Regions from separate parts of the Rattus norvegicus genome. Here region 2 is linked to region 1. Evidence: chromatin contacts called from public Hi-C data. All regions are on one chromosome and are shown on one strand. The core of a region is the stretch at or near the end of the contact, and the rest is flanking DNA. Distances in the headings are between cores, read along the strand shown. Region 1 overlaps Sgms1 (sphingomyelin synthase 1). Region 2 overlaps Sgms1 (sphingomyelin synthase 1).

Evidence for each region. Hi-C and Micro-C count contacts between places; a contact is called where the count stands out from the background.
Region 2: a Hi-C map of hepatocytes shows a contact between it and region 1, with 2.1 times the contacts expected there. The contact joins two enhancer-like sites. A contact is called at or near these places in 8 of 12 Hi-C or Micro-C datasets (the A7r5 cell line, the Rat2 cell line, frontal cortex and 4 more).

What each region holds. Positions count from the first base shown.
Region 1 is chr1:239,440,675-239,445,670 of GRCr8, reverse strand. All of the region lies in intron 6 of Sgms1 (sphingomyelin synthase 1), which reads left to right. Among named protein-coding and RNA genes, the nearest start is that of Asah2, 91 kb to the right of the region's middle. Within about 2 kb of position 2,435, at least 15 of the 93 cell types and tissues checked have an H3K27ac peak or open chromatin away from gene starts, as enhancers often do. A contact at or near this core is called in hepatocytes, where this site is marked.
Region 2 is chr1:239,600,497-239,605,369 of GRCr8, reverse strand. All of the region lies in intron 2 of Sgms1 (sphingomyelin synthase 1), which reads left to right. Among named protein-coding and RNA genes, the nearest start is that of Sgms1, 70 kb to the left of the region's middle. Within about 2 kb of position 3,324, at least 3 of the 93 cell types and tissues checked have an H3K27ac peak or open chromatin away from gene starts, as enhancers often do. A contact at or near this core is called in hepatocytes, where this site is marked.

The DNA of each region.
Region 1 (4,996 bases), core at 1,186-3,685:
CCTTACATGCATGCCGTTGACTGACACATTTTAGTCCTGTTTTTCCCTTAGGAACATTTTAACCTTTCCCCCTTAAGAGCTCATTGAAAATATTTCCCACGCTGCTCAAATTAAGCCTCCTATGTTTCTTTTCCTTAAAATTTGCTTGGTTTTTGTGAGTTTACCTTTTGTTGTTTTCGTAAAAATTCGTACACACAGGCAGTTTCACTGCCCCAGAATAAAATTCAGTAAGTCAGACTGAGTCTTTTGCAGAATTGAGATGGTTTATGATTTCAGTCTTGCTCTGAGGTGACTTTCAAATCACAGGACGGATTTCTTTTAAATGGTTTCTTTTTCTAGCCGGGGATTTTCACAAAATGTGTTTCTCCTTAGACTTTCTAATTTGGTATTCTCCTGTTACTTCTTGCCAACACTGTAGTAGTTTATTTATTTGTTTATTTAAATTCTCCAACCGCAGTCAGTCAGCTTGAGTGCCTTCCACAAAGCTAATTCAGAGCAGGCTCCGACCTGGCCCTGCTCTAGCTGTGGCTTCTCATGCTAGGTGACTTAGGTGAACCCTTTCATCTCAGGAGCCTTGTTCCTCTCCCAGCAAATAGCAGCTTCCCAGACACGGCTTCTGTTGTCCTAGAAAACTTTTTAAACTGGCCTTGGCATTGCTGGGTAAGGCCCTGTGATGGAATTTGATTAGTCGGGTAATTTTATGCATCCTGTTTAGGTCTCTGTAAGGCCCTCACTCCAGCTTCTTCCTCTGGAAGCAGATCGTTGCCCTAAGTGTCCCCAACCCTGACTGTGTCCCTTCCCTGTGTATGTGGCACTCCAGGCATGGGGGAGGGGGGCAGGGGGGGCGGGGCTAGGCATGGGTGGGGCAGGGCTGGGGAGGCACTGATAGTAGGAAGTATATGGGGATGATTCTCATCCCTGGCTCTCATCAGGAAGACTAAAGCTTTTGTGTTATTACATTGACACAACAACTCAACACCCACCCCGTTTCTAGTTAATTGGCTATTGCCGTGCAACACTTTTATTTCTGCACCATTTTTGAAAACATGGAACCTTCAGGTTGTGGAATGTTCTCCCTAACTTTCCTTGTTTCTGTGTTTGACTCTTGCGAGTTTGACGCCCCCACCCCCCTCTGGCGTCCACCAACCAGACAGTTTACTGCAAACCATTTAATTCAGCGCCTCAGAATCAAAGCTGTTTGACTGGTATTGAGTTCCCAATAAAGCCCACATTTCCCGCAAATGATTCTGACTTTAAGAGTCCTGGAGTCCTTTAAAAGCCAGCCTATTCCTTCTTCCTTTGTACTTTCTATCTTTAGAGAAAAGATACAGTCGTCCAGGATGATGTACTAATTGAAAAGTGAGACCAGTGGTCTTTCGGCCAACATCCACCACCAACAAGCCCTTTTGAACTAGACTTTTGGGGTTCTGAACACCTTGGTTCTGATTTTGTGACATTCAGGTCTGTCTATTGTATACAGTTGTCCTTCACTGTGAAAGTAGGTTCTGAACTTTTTGGTTTTTAAAATTGTAAATAATGTTGTCTCCCCATTTAGAATTGGACTTTCAAGCCTCTGACTAGGAAAGTTTCCCGGGAAATCTCTGCCTTTGTGTCAGACTTCACTGCAAACCAGGTACCCCTTGTTTTAAGAAAGCACCATAAAGAGCATTCTGAGGCCTGGGACTCTCTGTGTATGGCTCTCCGCTAACACGGAGGTACTCCTGCATGTCCCCTGCAGCCCTACTCTGTGAGGACATTGAAAACCTTGACAGAGAAAGCAGCACTGTATTTTCCAAGTCAGCGTCTCTTATTAGGCTGAGTGTAGGACTAAGTGTGTGATCTGGGCGCCTCAGACTCTCCTTGACCCAAACCAGATTTGTGAGCAAAGTTTCCTAATGTTCTCTGTCTCCAGCAGCACCCCTCACCCCTGTCTCTAGAAACGTAGAACAAACTCATTTGGCATTGTCTAAATGACTTCTATCAATTCTAATTTCGTCATTTCTATTTTTAGGCATGTCTTCTCTTTTCATTTCTAATTGGGAATCTACACTGTGGAATCAGATGAAGAAACAACTTCTTGTCATAGAGGCTCAGGGCGCTACACGATAGAGTTTAAGTCTAACCTGTTTTACCGCTGCTCCTCCAGTTCTCTGTAAACACCTGAGCTCAGATCACTTTGCATTCTGTCAGTCTTATGTCTCTCTCTCTCTCCTTTTTAATTTCCTTAAAGGAGAAAAGGATGCCGTGTCCCTCACTCCCATTTGTGTCCCAGTGCCTGTGACAGAGCCATGTGTTCATTTTAAATCCATCCCTTCGTTCAGCCTGAAGTCAATGAGCAACCGCCTGTCTGCAAGCAATGCTGGGCCCTGGGGAGCGCTGATCAGAGAGCTCTAGTGAGTGATGAGTCTAGGCAGAGTGAGGCAGGAGGTCAGCAAGCTGAGGCTATGCCAACAGCTAGTACAGGGACCTAGGGACCGTGAGTCAGCATGAGGGTTGAGGGAGGGTTGGAAATAGGTCCGAAGTGTTATTTTCAGATTGGGTAATTATGAAAGGCCACTGGTGAGAGAGGAGTTTAGTAGACACTGGAGTCAAATGAAAGACAATACCAAGTAGGTATTTGGGAAAGAATGTTCCAGATAGGAGACATAGCAAATGTATGAGGTTGGGTTTTATTTCTCTGGCTCAGTTGAGCCCCCAAAGTATTTGTATTGGCTCAGTAAGCTGGGGGAGAGCTGTGACAGACTCTAGTGAGGAACGGACAGGGCCTCAAATGGAACCAGTAGAGTGTGTAAGCCACCGGTGTGTAATGCTATGAGCACACTTATACTTTGGAAGAATTACGTAGGGTTAGCAAAATGAAATGCTCGGGTAGGGTACTTAACAACCAAGCCTTAAAGCTGGAGTTTAGATCTCAAAACCCATATAGTGGAAGGAGAATAGTGATTCCCTCCTGACTTACACACACACACACACACACACACACACACACACACACACACACACCAAATTAATACTCTAAACTTTTTTTAAAAAAATGATATGGCTACTTTGTAGGTAATAGGATAGAAAGAGTTAAGTCCAGAGAATTGTCTGAGACACCAATTGCCACCATGAACCAAGCTGGTTTGTTACACTGTTTCTCATACAAAGCTTTGAGTCTGACCATGAAACCCTGGTTTTAATATGTGACTTACAGAGGGAGATTCCACTAATTCAGGGATTCTCGCAACTGTTGATGAACAGATTTCCTTTGGAACAAAGTCAAGCAGCCTATATCCTGTTCTGTGTTTAGTTATAGTTTGGGGGCCAGTCCTTCCCCTAAGAAGAATAAAGTAAGTCATTTGGGTGAGGGACATTGTCTAAGTGTGAATTGACTATACCTGGTAGTGACCCATTGGTAGTGTAAATATTTGAAGCAAAAGAAAAAGAGTGTTGGATTGCAGGGTGGACTCAAAAGAGCTCAGTGGTGGAGATGTTTGGTGGTGAGGAGAGCATTACATCATAATGAGCTGCAGACTCACAGTGGGATGGGTTGCTACATGGAAATGATCACTGGATGAATTCTATGAAACCTGATCCCAAAGAGGGAATAAGGGAAATGTTTGCACAGATCCTGCTTTTGGATATTGGCATTTAAAAGTATCCCCACACGTGGAGTTCCCAGTGTTGCTCTCTAGGCGGATTCTCACAGTGCTAGGATGGGTTTTAGTGTTTAACAACTTTGTATGTATGCGGTGGTCAGAGATCTCTTTAGAAAAAACAAGTTTGGGGTTCTTGGGTTTTTATGTATAAGTGTTTGCCTGCGTGCATATATGTGTGCCATGTGTGTACCTGGTGCCTGAGTACTCATTCCTAGACCTGGATTTGTGGTTCTGAGTTGCCACTTGGAAACTAGAAACCAAAACTTAGGTTCTTTGCAAGAGCAGAAGTTTTCTTAACTTCTTAACACTGGACCTTTCTTCTCTTTCTATCTCAATTTTAATAGTATGCATGTGTGCCTGTACGTGTGCCTGTGTGTGTGTGCCTGTGTGTGTGTGCCTGTGTGTGCGTGTGTGTGTGTGCGCGCGCGCGTGTGTGTGTAGGAGTTTGGGAGAAGACTAGACAGTTGGAGCTGGTAACAGATAAGCACCTCTTCTACTACTGAGCTACACTACCTCACATTTCAGTCTCCAAACAATGTTTGGGGAGTCGCTTATCCCGCATCCCACTATACCAAACACTCACTGCAAATGTATTTTCTTAGCACATACAGTGGCATTATTTGGATAAATAGAATAAAAACAGATGAGCTCAGTGTTTTTGTAATAACACAGTGCTTTTCATCTGGAAGGCATTTGAATGTGCCGCCAGGAAGTTCTTGCCAGTCCTTAAAGCTGTCATGTCGTGTCTGCTTCCTGTACACTGTAGCAGGTGTACTTAGCTGGGTCGTAGCTGCTGCTGTCTTGTAAGTCAGAACCACCATTTTGGAACAAATGTCCCTATTCTGCAGTCCTAAGACTCCACCAAAGCTGTGAAGAAACACCATGGCAACTCTTATGTGGGAAAGGATTTAATTTGAGGCTGGCTTACAGTTTCAAGGTTTAAGTCTATCGTTGTCATGCAAGAAGCATGATGGCTTGCAGGCAGACACAGTGCTGGAGAAGGAGCTGGGAGTTCTACATCTTGGTCTGTAAGCAGGAGACTGCGTACCACCATCCCCACCATGACACACTCCGACAAGGCCACACCTCCTCCAAGGCCACACCTCCTAATAGTGCCACCTTTTATAGGCCAAGCATTCAAACACATGGGTGTATGGGAGCCATTTCTATTTAAACGACCACCCCTCAGGCCTGTCCAACTTGGTTCTCTGATTTTCTGGTTTTTTGACCAAGTTTGTGGGCTCCTTTGTGTTGTTGCTGTTGCTTACTTTTGATGCTGACCCATCATCTCTCTAGGCTCAGGACTGAGTTTCTTAACCACTCTCCTGGGGACCTATCTTCCCAGGTCACGTGAA
Region 2 (4,873 bases), core at 2,075-4,574, 160 kb before region 1:
AGATCTAAGAATGAGGCTTGGAGTGAGGTGGAGGTAGATCTGGCCTCCTGAGGAGGAGTGATCATCAAATAATTATTTCTGTGTGTTCAATTTTCACTCATTGGCTACGGATTCATTTCAAATACATGAGAGGAACTGAATCTCCACGTTTAGTTCACAGAGCAAGCATGTAAACATCATTAAGCATGGTTCTGTCTTCCAGATAAGATTCCTGAGTCATACAGAGGGCAAACAGCTTGACCAAGGCCATGTGGTTAACCAGTCAATGACACTTAAATCCTGCTGGCCCAGGCCAGTTCCAGGGCATTTCGTCATCAGTTAGGCTACTCTTTTAAGTAGATGGTGAAACCTCAGAAAGCTAGGTTAATGGGGACTTTATTGAGGACAAGGGTAATCTGACTTCATTGAAGAATATTTAATGGGGACTTCTGTGTGTTCTTGCTGTGTGTGTGTTTCACTTTCTGTCAAAGGCTTCTCCTTTGTGGCTGTGGCTAGCACAGCTGGACTGAGTGTTGCAGTTGCTGACTTGCAGACCATTAGATTTTACGAGCTGTGAAACGCAAGGGGCCTTGAATACAGAAGCTATTCAACATTTGCCTTCAGTGGCAGTTGTTACAGAGGTGAGTTAGGACTCGAAACACAAAATGGAAAGCAGTATTGATCCTAAATGTAAGTCATGTGGCCGTGGGGATGCAGGGACTCAGCAATGAAAGCATCATGAGTGTGTTTTCTGACAATTCTGACGGCCTGGAGTATAGTACCAGCTTTGATGGTCTGGAGTGAAGGTGTGAGTAGGGCTGTCCCTCCCTCTCTGCAGAGTCTAGGAGAATCTGTTCTTTCTTCTCGTAGCTTGTGGTGACTGCCAGAATCCCTTTTCTTGGGCTGGTTTATTTGTCTCTGTGAGGTCAGTCTTCCCACCACCTCCCTTGTATTTGGTATCAGGATGGTTCCTACATGTTGAGGACACCTTTGACTGTATTTAGGGACAAACCGGGACTCTTCAATAAAATATCTTTAGCCTAATTGCATTTGTAAAAGCCCCTCTCTTCAGCCCCTTGGCTTGCTGCCTTCCCTTTTTACTTGGTAAAGAAACATGAGTAGATTTTAGGAATTATGATGTAAATCCCATTCAATAGGCCATTGTTTGGCCTACCACATGATAACAGATAGAATTAAAACCTTTCTTCTGTCATGTTTGTTACTATAAACAGTTTGTAGCCCATTTGTGATGCTCCCAGATAATTGATCACTCACATTTGAGAAGAAATAAGGACATGCTTCCTTAAACTTTAACCATGATGTGATTGATAATCTTGGTTGCCAACCCGATTGGATTTAAAGTCCCCATAGAAACAAACCACTTTGCACGTCCGTGCAGAACTTTCGAGATTATTAAGTTAAGGTAGCATGATCCATCCTAAATGTAAGAGGTACCATTCCATGGGATTGGGGCTCAGGCTGAATAAGCAGGAGGAACAGGCCAGGTAGCGTGGGGCACACCTTTTAATCCTAGCATTCTGGAGGCAAAGGTGAGTTGATCTCTGAGGTTGAGGCCAGCCTGGTTTACAGAGTGAACACCAGGGTAGCCAGGGCTAAAGAGAGAAACCCTGCCTTAAAAGAAAAACAAGCATTAAGAATTACACAGCTCACATTCACTCCGACTCTGTGTGCAGTGTGGGGCAGATTGTCAGTGTTCAGGCTTTATTAAACAGCTATTTTTCATGTAGTTTAGGATCCTCATTAACATGTTCAGCCTTTTCTCTTATAACAAGAGCAAATGTAAATTGAAGAACACATACATAAGAATTTCTACCAAGCTGCTGTGACTACTCCTTTGCTTCCCAGAGTTCTTGTCTCGTTTTCCTTTCATGTTAATCTAAGACACTTTACAAATCTGTTTTGAGATCACTGAAAAATATATAAAGCTATGCATTCCCTTTAAAGCCCAATGCCTTCTTGCAATTTAAAAATATTACAATGCATGGCTGCAGTTTTTAAATAGTCTGTGTTTCTCCTCTGACTGTCAGTTATTGATGGTTTCATTTATAAACACTAAATTCTATCACTTGCCATTATATTTCTTACTCATTTAAATGTGGGTTTTCTTATGTATATTATAAAAGTATTTTATGACTCCTACATAAATAAATAATTGTGAATTGTCAAAAGAAAAAAAAAAGAAAAACAAAACAAAACAAGAAAACAAAAAAACGAGGGAGGAAGGGATGAGTAGCTGTAGATGTAGCATGTGCAGCTCATGCTCCTGCTTCAGATCTCTCCCCACCCTGACGGCTGTGTCTGGAAACCGGCCAAAATATACCTCTCTTAAGTTGCCTTTTGCAAGGTGTTTTGTCACAGCAAGCACAAGAGGGATTCATACATGTTGCATTGCAGCATTAGTGTTCTTATTGAAATACCTTTATAGAAAAGAGGTACTGTCTCTAGTTGGCCACCTGCATAGCAAATTTTACTAGCTGTACTGGAATTTCTTTATTCTTAGCTGGGGAGAGACTTCTTAGGTTCCCCTTAGTTTTTTAGTTTTTGTTGTTGTTGTTGTTGTTGTTGTTGTTGTTGTTAGAGAGAGAGAGAGAGAGAGAGAGAGAGAATATTTAGGTATTGTCTTAGGGTTTTACTGCTGTGAACAGATACCATGACCAAGGCAACTCTTACAAGGACAGCATTTAATTGGGGCTGGCTTACAGGTTCAGAGGCTCAGTCCATTTTCCTCAAGGTGGGAGCAGGGCAGAATCCAGGCAGGCATGGTGCGAGAGGAGCTGAGAGTTCTACATCTTCATCTGAAGGCTCCTAGCAGAATACTGGCTTCTAGGCAGCTAAGATGAGGGTCTTAAAGCCCACACCCAGAGTGACACATCTACTCCAACAGGACCACACCTTCTTATAGTGCCACTCCCTGGGCCGAGCATATATAAACCACCACAAGCATGTACACACCGTATTGTCCATCTGGAGGTCAGAGGACAATTTGTGAGCATTGGTTCTCTCCTTCCACGTGGAATGAACTGAAGTCATTGGGCTGAGCCTTCTGACCTGTTCTTTCTTCCCTGTCTTTTTCCTGCCTCTGGTGTAGATATGGTAGAGGTTTAGTTGGAGGGCAGCTTGGGGTAGGAAGAGCATTAAGGGCTAAGGTTGGGGCCCCCAGTGACCTTCAGTATCAGGCTGATACATTTTGAGTGTTTGGCTTATATACACAGGAGTGACCAAGGCTGATTGCTTTTACAGCTCACATAGAAGAATCAGAGTCCACAGTTGCTTCCAGTCTGGATGTAGAAATGGTGCTCAGAGGACCAATAGAAGAGAAAGGACAGAAGAGGATGTTGTGTGCCCAGGACTTGCGCATGGATTAGGTTCTTTCCCAAGACCCAGAGAGGAATTAGTAACTAAGCCATCAGTTTGGTAATAATCTGAACTGAAAGGACCTTGCTCTAAAGTGTGTGCCCTGCCTTGGTGTGTGTTAGCCTCATGTTCCTGAGTATGAATTGGAAGGTGAACCTACTCTGCCCAGCTTAGAAAGTCACAGGATCCAAGTAAATGGAGCCTCAATTTCTCATTTAACTGTTTTCTTTCTTTTCTTATCTATTTTTTTTTTGTGTCGTGTCACGGTGCCTGTGGTTGTCAGCAGATAACTTGTGGGTGTCAGCTCTCTCCTACATGGTCTTGAACTCCTGATATCCCTACTTAACCACCTCCTGAATCTAATTTTATTTTTATAGCTGCCTTCTGTTAAGTTCAAAATTACCTTTTGTTGATCTTCTAAAGTCTGTATTCTTTAGCATCAAACAAGTGTGGTGCTTCTGAAGTCCAGAGAACAGAAAGTGATGGTCACTGAGCCCGGGTTGTGTAGTGAGCAAGTGCGTGATTATCTGTTTCTCATTGGCTGCTGGCCTCTGTGTTTCCCGGGTCTTTGATGTGTAACTGGAGGATATGTGTTAGTGAGCTTTCGGCTGTCTGTAAAACTGGAAGCATTGTTGCTGTGCTGCTCTGCCCACGTAACAATTATTCTTTCATTACTAGAATGCTTTTGAACCACGCCATTGATTCTGGAGCAGGTTGTCCTTTGACTATGGAAGTTCTCCCAGTTTCAGGTGCTGTGTCTCCTGCATTTGGGTCCGCAGAGATAGAACAGCTCTCCTGTGTCAATTTTCTATATCAGTTCTCTCCTAGTGAGGAAGAATTTAGTCCAGTGGTGTGGCTGTGTTTGTGTGCTAGCCCAACCCTGTCAACCAAGAATTTCTACTGGGATCCTTTCAGAATAGCTGTATTCATTTGGAGTGTAAACATTTCATTTACTTGAGAGAAGTCCAAATAATTTTTAATAGGTGAAATGGGGGTAAAATCATCTGCTTCGTGAAGTTCCAAGAGCGCATGGTGTGGAAGAGCAGTGCCCTCCCTGTGTTCCGAGCAGCGACTCTGGTATATTTGCTTTTCAAAATCCCATCTCTGTGGGTTTATGGCAGAAGCCGTGTGCCTTGTTCTGTTGCTCTGGGTGCTGTTTATTCGGCAAGAAAAGCTTTAGGAACAGAACCCAGAGAGAAGAGGGTACCAGGCTCCTTCCATGTAGCCCCCACTGCCAGCACTGCCAACTTGGGGACTGGCTGGCACCTCCTCTTGATTCTCCTGCCTATGGAAGTCTGGTAGGTGAAGACATAGTGAAGTCCTTGTGGGCAGTCACTTGCCTGTGATCTGGTAACTTTGGGACTCAAGGGAACACCATCTTGGATGTGCCAGGGCATAGGTACCATGCCATTCCCTGTAGTTTTACAAAGCCCTCCTTGGTGCTGAAGGTCGGTGGCATTCTCCATGCATGTGGCATCGCCACCTTGCCATCTTCAACGCTGTATGCCAATAACGAGCT